2 separate regions of the Sus scrofa genome follow, and region 2 is linked to region 1. The links are chromatin contacts, called in public Hi-C maps. All regions are on one chromosome and are shown on one strand. Each heading gives the region's core, a stretch centred on a gene start, on an enhancer-like site or on the middle of the called end of the contact. The rest is flanking DNA. Distances are from core to core; before and after follow the strand shown.

What was found. Hi-C and Micro-C count contacts between places; a contact is called where the count stands out from the background.
Region 2: a contact with region 1 is called in a Hi-C map of heart right ventricle, with 4 times the contacts expected there. The contact joins two enhancer-like sites. A contact is called at or near these places in 4 of 47 Hi-C or Micro-C datasets (embryonic fibroblasts, fetal heart ventricle, fibroblasts and 1 more).

Annotation. Positions count from the first base shown.
Region 1 is chr3:74,509,142-74,513,984 of Sscrofa11.1, reverse strand. No RefSeq gene overlaps it. Among named protein-coding and RNA genes, the nearest start is that of ETAA1, 230 kb to the left of the region's middle. Within about 2 kb of position 2,179, at least 26 of the 83 cell types and tissues checked have an H3K27ac peak or open chromatin away from gene starts, as enhancers often do.
Region 2 is chr3:74,589,855-74,594,697 of Sscrofa11.1, reverse strand. No RefSeq gene overlaps it. Among named protein-coding and RNA genes, the nearest start is that of ETAA1, 140 kb to the left of the region's middle. Within about 2 kb of position 2,322, at least 6 of the 83 cell types and tissues checked have an H3K27ac peak or open chromatin away from gene starts, as enhancers often do.

The DNA of each region.
Region 1 (4,843 bases), core at 930-3,429:
CTAGTTAGTGACATTCAAGATGAGAACCCGTCCTCCCACACCTTCTTCCTATGTGGTCTCCTCACTCAACTGTCACCTCCCTCAGTCTTGCTGGTTTCTCTTCCAAAAAAATCTTGCATCTGGAATACTGACATGCCAGTTTTATCCCTTTTAGGGCCTTAACATAAAACCTACCAAATTAGGTGATCAAAGGCTTTGATTCAGTGATTAGATAGCAGAATACACATAATGTCTAGATCTTTTTCTGACATATGAACAGCTCTCAACCATCCCCCCTTTGGCTGACTCACCTTCTTCTTAGGTAAGTACATGATGGTGTTTCTGACCACTTGTTTCTGACCATCTCATGCGGATGTTCTCATGAGATGCTTCAGTCAAGAAGGGGAGCTTGGAGTTAAGGGATGCAAACTATTGCTTTTGGAATGGATTAACAATGAGATCCTGCTGTGTAGCACTGAAACGATGTCTAGGTTCTTACAACGGAGCATGATAATGGGAGAAAAAAGTATGTATACATGTATGGGTAACTCAGGTCCCCATGCTGTACAGTGGAAAAAACAAATTATGTTGGGGAAATAACAGTAAAAAAAAGGCAGGGGGCCTATGTCAAACATCTCTGCAAATGCTCATAGCACATCTGATCCCTGCCTTGGCAATTCGTGATATGTGTCAAAGTCTCCAAGACTGCTGTCATCAAGGAATTTTCATGACTTCTCTTAATTTAATATTTATCAGGCTTCTTTGGCTATGGAACTCCTTTCCTGACAATATAGCTATTGAAATCTTGCAACACACACTTCAGGAAAAACTAGCTCTACACTTCACATCTCTATTTCTGTCTGAATCCCCTACTTTCTCACATTCTTGGCACACTTGCTCTGCCCTACAAAAACATTCCCATTCTATGGACTATCTTTTTAAGTTCCTACCATGTTAAACTATTAATAAGGGCTCACTATGCTCTGAGTTCTAAGCTCTAAGTCATTGAGCTTAGAACTTAAAATGGGTTGAAGCCCAGGTCATGGCTGCATGACCTTGAATGAAGTGCTCTACTTTCTGTAAGCATTGATTTCTTCACTTGTAACCTCAACATTGTAATTTACACCTTGCTTGTATCAGCATTGCTTTAAGGCTCAGCAGAAATAATAGAGAGGAAAGCATGCCATTCACCCTAAAATGTGGTATAAATGTTAAAAATTATTATGACAATAATGACCATGACGCTAAACCTCTTTCCTTAAGAAACGCATTTACTTTAGTGTCAAAAGTTCCTAAAGAGGTTTAAAAACTGATTATATTGGGTTTAATCTGTCCACTGAGCAGAGGGAAATACAGTTGAAGAATTAAAAGCAGAAACTCACCAGCTGCAGAACAGAAGAAGAAGGCATAACCCTTTGGAGGAGGGGGCGCAGTTAGAGGGAATCTCAAATCATTCCACGAGGAGGAGGCAGAGCTCTTACATGATTTCACCCAGAGATCTCTCCTGACCTAGCGGTCGGGTAAATAGTCTGCCAGGAGCTGGGTGCCTGGTGGAAACATATGTGAAAATGCTGATGAAATGGAAGGCTTTGGCTCAAGTTGTAGAAACCCCCTTCGGTGACCTGAAGGAAGCCAGAAACCCTAGAAGAACATGCAAGATTCTTTTCTGAGCCATCCCAGAGATTTCTCCTTTTTGCCCCAGTGGAAACAGGGCAAATAGGACTGGATGTCAGTACCTGGAGTTCAACAATTCAGAGTCGAACCTGAGAAATACTAGGTTCTCATAGATGGGTTTAGATGAATGCATCCTTCTTGTCTGCCAGGCTGGTGGCTGGAAAAACATCTGTTACACATTTTAATGGGGTGGGTGGGTCTTCTGAACACATCACGTGATGCCGTAACCCAAAAGAGTGATGTAAATGATAGGGAAATTTAGAGATCACAGCTGGCCAGAAACAAAATGTGACATTGGCCCTTTAAGGCTTTGTCCTTCTGACCATTCCAGGTTCCTAATCCTCCTGCCAAGTGGGCTGGAGGCCAAAATATTTCTTAACTTTGCATTTATTTCAGGGTGTTAATCTCATAGGCAACCAACTCCTATTTAATAAACTCAAAACTCCCCAGGCCCTCCCCCTCAGGGATGCCTGCGTCTGTTCTCCCAGAGGCTCAGCATACATGTGCCTGCCCCTGTCTTTTCCTGCCTGCCCAGGGTGTTGACACAGCAGTGTCAGGACATCACGCAGCTGTCATCAGCCCCATGCCACAGATGGTCCCTCAATTATGCATCCCCCTTCCCAGGGCGCCTGCCTTGGCCACTCGAGCAGTCTACCTGCCACTGAGTTTCACATGGAACTCCAGAGGCCAGGAGGAGAAGCCAAGTGGCATGGGCTTAAGAACCTTTCGCTCCAAGGCGGGCTGGCAGAGGGAGTGGATTCCCCAGCCCTTCCTCAGCCCCATTTTTAATCACTAACCAAGGAAGGTAATGAGAACGTACTTGAATTACAAAGATTCCCATTTATTACTCTGGCCGCCCCTCCACAAAGCCTCCCTTTGGCAAAAACAGATCACTATTGACACTTTTAGAAGGCCCTGGGCCCCTCTCAATTATTGGCCTAATCTCTGCCTGCTCTGAAAGCAGAATTCTTTCCTAACTAGATTTTTTCAAAAGTTAAGAGGCTACTCTCTGCTTTCTTCAGCAGAAAGACTTGGTGAGCTAATGTTGGTATGTTTCATGGCCTCCGCAGCATCTGCAGGATGTGGAAAGAGAAGAAACAAACCAGATGTTTCCAAAAGGTAGCTCCACTAAGCCTTCTTAACATAATTATTGCAATAGTGTATCCGCATTTTATGGTCCCGCTTCTCTCTTGATACCTTGGGAACTTTTCCTGGAGAAATCCAAACCAGTAGATCTGAGTTCCCTCTAAACAGATTTGCAACCTTAAAAAAAAAAAAAAAAAAAAAAAAGAGAGAGAAAGAAAGAAAAAAAATTTGACATATATCCCCCATTAAATCCAAATTTCCTTTATCAAATTTTCGAAGGGAAAAATAGATTAAGGACATGTAGATATTTATCTCAGCCTTCAACATTTACACTCATTTGGTTAATTAGCACTTAATTACACTGTCAAAGGGGAAAATTTTACCACGGGGCGCGGGCAGACCAATGCCCTCCCTTCAGCCCCTCACTTCTGCCGAGAGAGAGGCCAGACCTCTGCTCCGAGCCAACTCCTTCCTCACGAAACATTCGTAATGATTACTTGACAAGGACTGTAGATACAAAATTGTGCAATGGAGAGCTATCACTCACGGGGGCCACGCTGAGGTTCTCAAGCTGGAGCAACAGTGCCCCCCAAAGCAAGCAGTCAGAAACATCCTGAAAGGCAACACGGGTCTGCCCAAACTTCTATTTTCTGCTTCATAAGCCAGGGAGCTATTTTAAGAGTTGCTGGCCGAAAAGCAGGCTCTATTACAACCAGACAAGCATTCCAACCAAGCTGGGGAGCCTCCGCTGGAAGCGGAGAATGTTTCCACCTATTCTAACTCAGACGCCGAGAATTCTCCGCGGAGAAGAGGGGGGTGGGGAGCAGGAGAGACACAGTAGAAAATCGGAAAACTTCAGAAGTCTGCCGAACTCAAGGGAACAAAGTCTAACTCAATTAATGCATAAATCTTATTAAGCGAAATGCAGCTGAATAGAGTCATTTGTCATCAGAGTTTCTCCATCTTGTAACAAATGGCAATATTTGGGGGTCTCACGGGTTCTCTGCCAAGGGGAAGACGTCATTAAAGCTGCTGGAAAATAATAGTATTCGAATTAGTTTAATTATGATGTGATGAATTATCAAAGCATTTTTTAAAAACAATATGCAATTAGCCTTTTTTTTTTTTAAGCCAAAGACTGTTTTCCAAAACAGGAAATGAAGCATAACACCCTTAATTTCATCGTTGGGGCAAAGTCCTAGACACCCTGATGCAGTGGTACAATGAGCATGTAATGAAACCAACTGTCCCCGCTCCAGCAACGCCCTTTGTGCATTGACTAGAAGGGCTTTTGGCTCCAAGAGTGGAAACTGCATTAAGCCAGAGCCTAACCCAAATTTTCTCTTTCAAGTTCTAAGCCCTGTTTTCTATTTTCCTTTATATCTTGGATAGGGTCACCCTATAAGAAATGAAATCTCACATTCCTGAAAGACAGTGAACTGATGAGGTCATATCAGCCTGCTTGGCTTTTATACTGCTCTTGAGGGTATTGCAAGGGGAAAAATAATAATAATAATAATGTGGTATTGGAAAAAGGGAATGAAAATGAGGACGCCTGAACATCAAACTTTTAAAACCAAACTGTATAATCAACAACACAATCGGATAAGCACCATCAGGAACAACCCCTCCCACTCCTTCACAAAAAACCACAAAGAGACCCCCAGCCACCATACTCCCACCAGAACAGCTAAAATTAAAATGGCTGATAAAACCAATGAGAGAAAATTAAAATTCTCATGCATCTTCAGTCAGAGCATTAATTGGTACAACCACTTTGGAAAACTGTTTGATGGTGTGTATTAAATATATAAATCCTAAGACCCAGCAGTTCTGTCCCTGGGTGTGTATCTAACCTAGATGGGCATATGTGTCAACCAAAAGGCTTGTACAAGGATGTTCACAGCAGCTTGATTCATATCAACTCCATCCTAAAGGCTCATCATTTGTAAGATAAATTGTGAGATAGTCATTCCATGGAATATTACATAGCAATACTTCCCAGACACACACACACACAAAAATGCACACTAGGTGATTTATCTTATATTTTGTTCAAAAATAGGCAAAACTAATCTGCGGTGATAGATGTTATCATAATGGT
Region 2 (4,843 bases), core at 1,073-3,572, 81 kb before region 1:
TGTGGCCCATCTCAGAACAATAACAACGAAAAAGAACACCACCTTTCCTAGTGCCCAAGTTTTAATGGAAATGCGAGGCTTTAAAAGAAATCTTTTATTTTTCAAATCTTAGTACGTTATCTATTTAGAATGTCATTTATAGATTTTTTTTCCTAAAAAGAAGCTCTGCGTGGTACCTCATTCCAAGACAGAGTCATTTTCCCAAGTCCTCCTTCTTCATTGATTCTGAAGGTGTTTCAAGCTGGGTTCCTCAATGTTGGCACTTGACATCTGGGGCCAAATGATTCTTTGCTGGTGCTACTGGGTTGGAGCCTGTTTAGCAGAATCCCTGACTTCTCCCCACCAGATGACCTTAGCACTGTCCACCCTAGCTGTTATGATAAAAAATGTCTCCAGACATTGCTAAATGTCCCCTGGGGAACAAAAACCACTCCTAGTCAAGAACAAATGCCTTTATGGGTATTTAAAAAAAAAAAAAACTTATATTAATGAAAATATGATTTCTAGTCAATAGGAAAACCAAGTTCTAGCTGGGGATGGTGGCTTTCTTACATATGGATAAAGGTGTTTGTGGGCGAGTTGTGAAAGACAAGACTCAATCACCAGTCACCAAGTTGTGCTTCAAAGTTTCCCGCATATGCTATATCTGGAGCCAAATGGAAGTTATTTTCTTTACAAATAGAACCCAAACGTCTTCTGTGGTTTTTAAGTAATAGGACAATGAACTACTAGAAGAAACCTGCAATAGAGAAGAACAAACCTGACTCCATGTCAGATCTGGTTCTTTTACTTTAACCTTTGTGTTCTATTGCCTTTGCTCCATGTTAAGAATGTTGCCTATGGCCTGAAATATACATGATAGCCATTCTCAAGGCTCTGCCCCTTAAGGATATAGCACTTTTCCATTCACAGAGAGAGAAAAAATCCCAGAACAGAGAATAACATTTGTCTTATTGGAGGTTTACAGGAACATCATGACCTGACCTTCATGAACAGCTGCAAGAACAAAGGATTCTGACACTAAGACATTTGCAGCAACCAACCACACCCCTCCCTCCCTTACCTTGTCTTTCAAAAGGCTTTGCTGAAACCCTTTAGGAAATTCAGGGGCTGTGGGGCACAAGCCAACAGTTCTCCTTACATGGCCCTACAATAAACATTTCTCTGCTCCAAACTCTGACATTTCAGCTTGAGCCTCACTGTGCATCAGCTACATGGACTTGTGTTCAGTAACGAACCCTACATTTCAAGTTATTGAAGATCTTTTTTCTCCATTTACAAGGGATGTTGTATCTCAGAACAAACACAATTGCAATCACCTTCAGCATATGTCAATGTTTGGGCTATAAACCCTCCAAAGGGACTCACAGTGGGGACAGAGCTGAGCTCTCTGTCACTAATGGCCCTGGTCTATTAGACAAGACCAAGGAAACGGCCCTTTATCCCAGAAGAGCATGGCTATTACTGCACACTGATCATCAACCTCAAACAGACAGGCCTGGGAGGGAGTACAGTGGCTGAGGAGATGGAATGTACCGTCAACATCAAATTCTATAACTGCATCTTTCAGATTCACCAAGAATTGAGTAAAGAAAACAGAACCTGTTAGGTTTAATCCTCAGCTGACAGGACACGTGTATTTATGTGGCAAGAAGTTACATATGCCAACCGGGCTCCTGGCTGCCGTAAGTAAAAGCTTCGTGTCAGCTCTTCTGTTTACTCAATCGCAGGCTGCTTTCCGGTCGCACTTGCTTTCCTATATATATTTATATTGAAAGAATACACTCTCAGCAGCTTTTAGGCCCTTAAATGCATTTCAAGAGGAGACCAAGCCCAATCACTGTTACTTAATTAACACAATTGTAAAGACTTCAATCTAGCTACACAATAGCTTTCCTGACCTTGCAGAAGGAGGCAAGACTTCATTATTGAGTATATTGTTTCCTATAAACATATAAAACCCCTACAATAACAATCCCATCAGCTGAAATGAAGTTATCTGAGAACAGAATTAAACTCTAAATGACCTTTTGCTCTCCTCCGTAGCCCCCTATTAATAATTTCTAATCTAATCAGTGCGGATAAATGTACTAAGGCTGGTCATGCCAGGCACAGGGCCAGCCCGGCCAATTGCCGTCCATCTGATTCATTCCCGCCCAGAGCTTGTCTGGAAAAGACGCATCCCGCGCAGAGCGGCCACTGCCTGATTTCCTCTTTTGTTATCTTTTAGCGGCAAAGTCATGTCCTTGTAACTGATAGACACGTTTCTTTGTAAATAACCCTGGAGTGACTGATAGAGCTTTTGCCAGACAAAGGCAGCAAATAGCAAGGCATTACTCATGCCAAGCCGAAGAACACTGTGTCACGGCTGACAAATTTATGGGAGATATGAGCTCACCTCTTGCACAAATATATACTTTCCTGGCAAATTCATCACATGCTTTAATGGCCCGGTACTGCATTTGTCAGCTGTCTGTCCCTGTGCCTTGTTGCCTTTGGTTTCCTGTCAAGGATTGTTTGTTGAAATCATCTAGCGGCCCCATTCTTCAGCGGTGAGACCCAAGAAAGATCAATGATGACACCTGTATTGATAATATTTTACATTCAACTCTTTGGCTGATAAATCATTTTCACAATGCTGATATGTTTATGGAGTGTCTGCTGGTATCGCAATTATATGGAGAGCGATGCCAACTTAAATCTTTGCCTTGTGGGTCTGGATTTTATTTCTTTCTTTTCGTTTTCCCATAATTAAATGTGCCCTGGGAGAGGTCTGACTTCCCCATCTTAAGAGAGAGCAAGTGAAAACAGAAGAGGTGACCTTGTGCTTCTCCATGTTTGTTGGTTTTAAAAAAATAAATGATAGCTTTGTGGTTATCCTTGGTCAACAAGGGAGTCAGGAGAAGAGAGGACAAGGGGCTTCACAAGGTCCTGGTAATGTTCTCTTTCTTAACTTGAGCGTTAGGTTTAAAAATGTGTTTGTTTATAAAAATTCTGAGATCTTCTTTACCCTAGGTGTGCTTTTTTTGTGTGTACGCTGTACTTGGATAAAAAGTTACACACAAAAACCATAGCAAACATCTCTCTCTCTCTCTCTCACACACACACACACACACACGTTATAAATATACAGGCTGAGATTCAGTATTTGTTACTTTGAGACTCAATATTACCTATAACCCCTCAGTTTCTCCCTATATATATCATATGTCAAACAGAAATCATACCTGATAAGCATTTTAGAGGGAGAATCATTTCATCACCACTGCCACCCTGCAGAATTTCAAAGAAATCCTGAGGTTTCTCAAATTCTTTAGCCTTTACCTTCTCTGTAGGACACTTTTGTCATAAATCTCAAGGTCTCCAGGAGGAAACACAGAAAGACTAAAGCACTGATAAGAAGGGATCAAATTATTCTTTGATTTTTCCATTCAAATTATTTCGTTTCAGGTCATATGCTCAATCTACATCTAGGGAAATATTTAAATAAATACAACCATTCAGGTGAAAAGTGAAAAATCCAACTACATGAATTAAGTATCAGAAACACCTTGAGGTATGGGCTTCCCAGAAGTCCTCATCAGACCATCACTTTCTGGTCATTGGACAGAACAACATCAGATAGCTCTTCCATCTTCAAGGAGGTCCAGAGAAGATACTATTTAGCTTCTTTAGCCTCTATATTAGAGGCTAGAGATGAGATGGCACTTGGAAAGGGTTGTTGAATTGGTCGATTCATCGTTGTAGCCACATGAGTAGATGCCAGAGCAGGACACAGGTAAAATGAATATATAGGGAAAGTCCATGCAAGAAGTCTTTAAATTAGTGGATTCAACCTTGGATGCTCATTGTAATCACCTAGATACCAACCACAGCAATTCAAATTTAACTAGTCTTAGGTGTGGTCTTGGTATCAGGCTCTTTGGAAGCTCTCCTAAGTAATTCTAACACTCAGCCAAGACTGAAAGCTTCTGGCTTAGCCAGATAATTCTAAAGACTTGTATGCCCAAAGAAAATATCAAATGTATTAAATGTATCATCAGCCATTACTTTGTGGATTTGAAATTGAAGATTAAACAAAGGTTTAAAAGAAGCTTATAACTGAAAAAAGAAAGAGTAAGAATATGGAGAAATTATCCTCTGATTTTTGTAAGCACTTGAGTGACAAAAAGTTGGAGTTCCCTTTCGTGACTCAGCGGAAATGAATCTGACTAGTGTCCATGAGGATGCAGGTTCGATTCCTGGCCTCACTCAATGGGTTAAGGAGCTAGCATTGCCATGAGCTGAGGTGTAGGTTGAAGACACAGCTGGGATCTGTTGTGGCTGTGGCTGTGGCATAGGCTGGTGGCTACAGCTCCAATTTGACCCATAGCCAGGGAACTTCTATATGACGTGGGTGCAGCCCTAAAAAAGACAAGAAAAAAAAAAAAGACAATGAAAAAGTTTATTTTTTAGTGAGGTGTTGATTGGCTAATACTCAACTTATTTTTTATTTTTTTTAGAAATAGATGTATCTTTTTAATTATTATTTTTCAATAGTTATTTCCCCAATACAATTTTTTCTCTACTGTATAGCATGGTGACCCAGTTACACATACATGTACACATTCTATTTTATCACATTATTATGCTTCATCATAAGTGACTAGACAGAGTTCCCAGTGCTACACAGCAGGATCTCATTGCCTATCCATTCCAAAGGCAATAGTTTGTATCTATTAACCCCAAGCTCCTCAACCACCCCCCTCCCTCCCCCTCCCCTTTGGCAACCACATGTCTATTCTCCAAGTCCATGATTTTCTTTTCTGTGGAAAGGCTCATTTGTGCCCTATATTAGATTCCA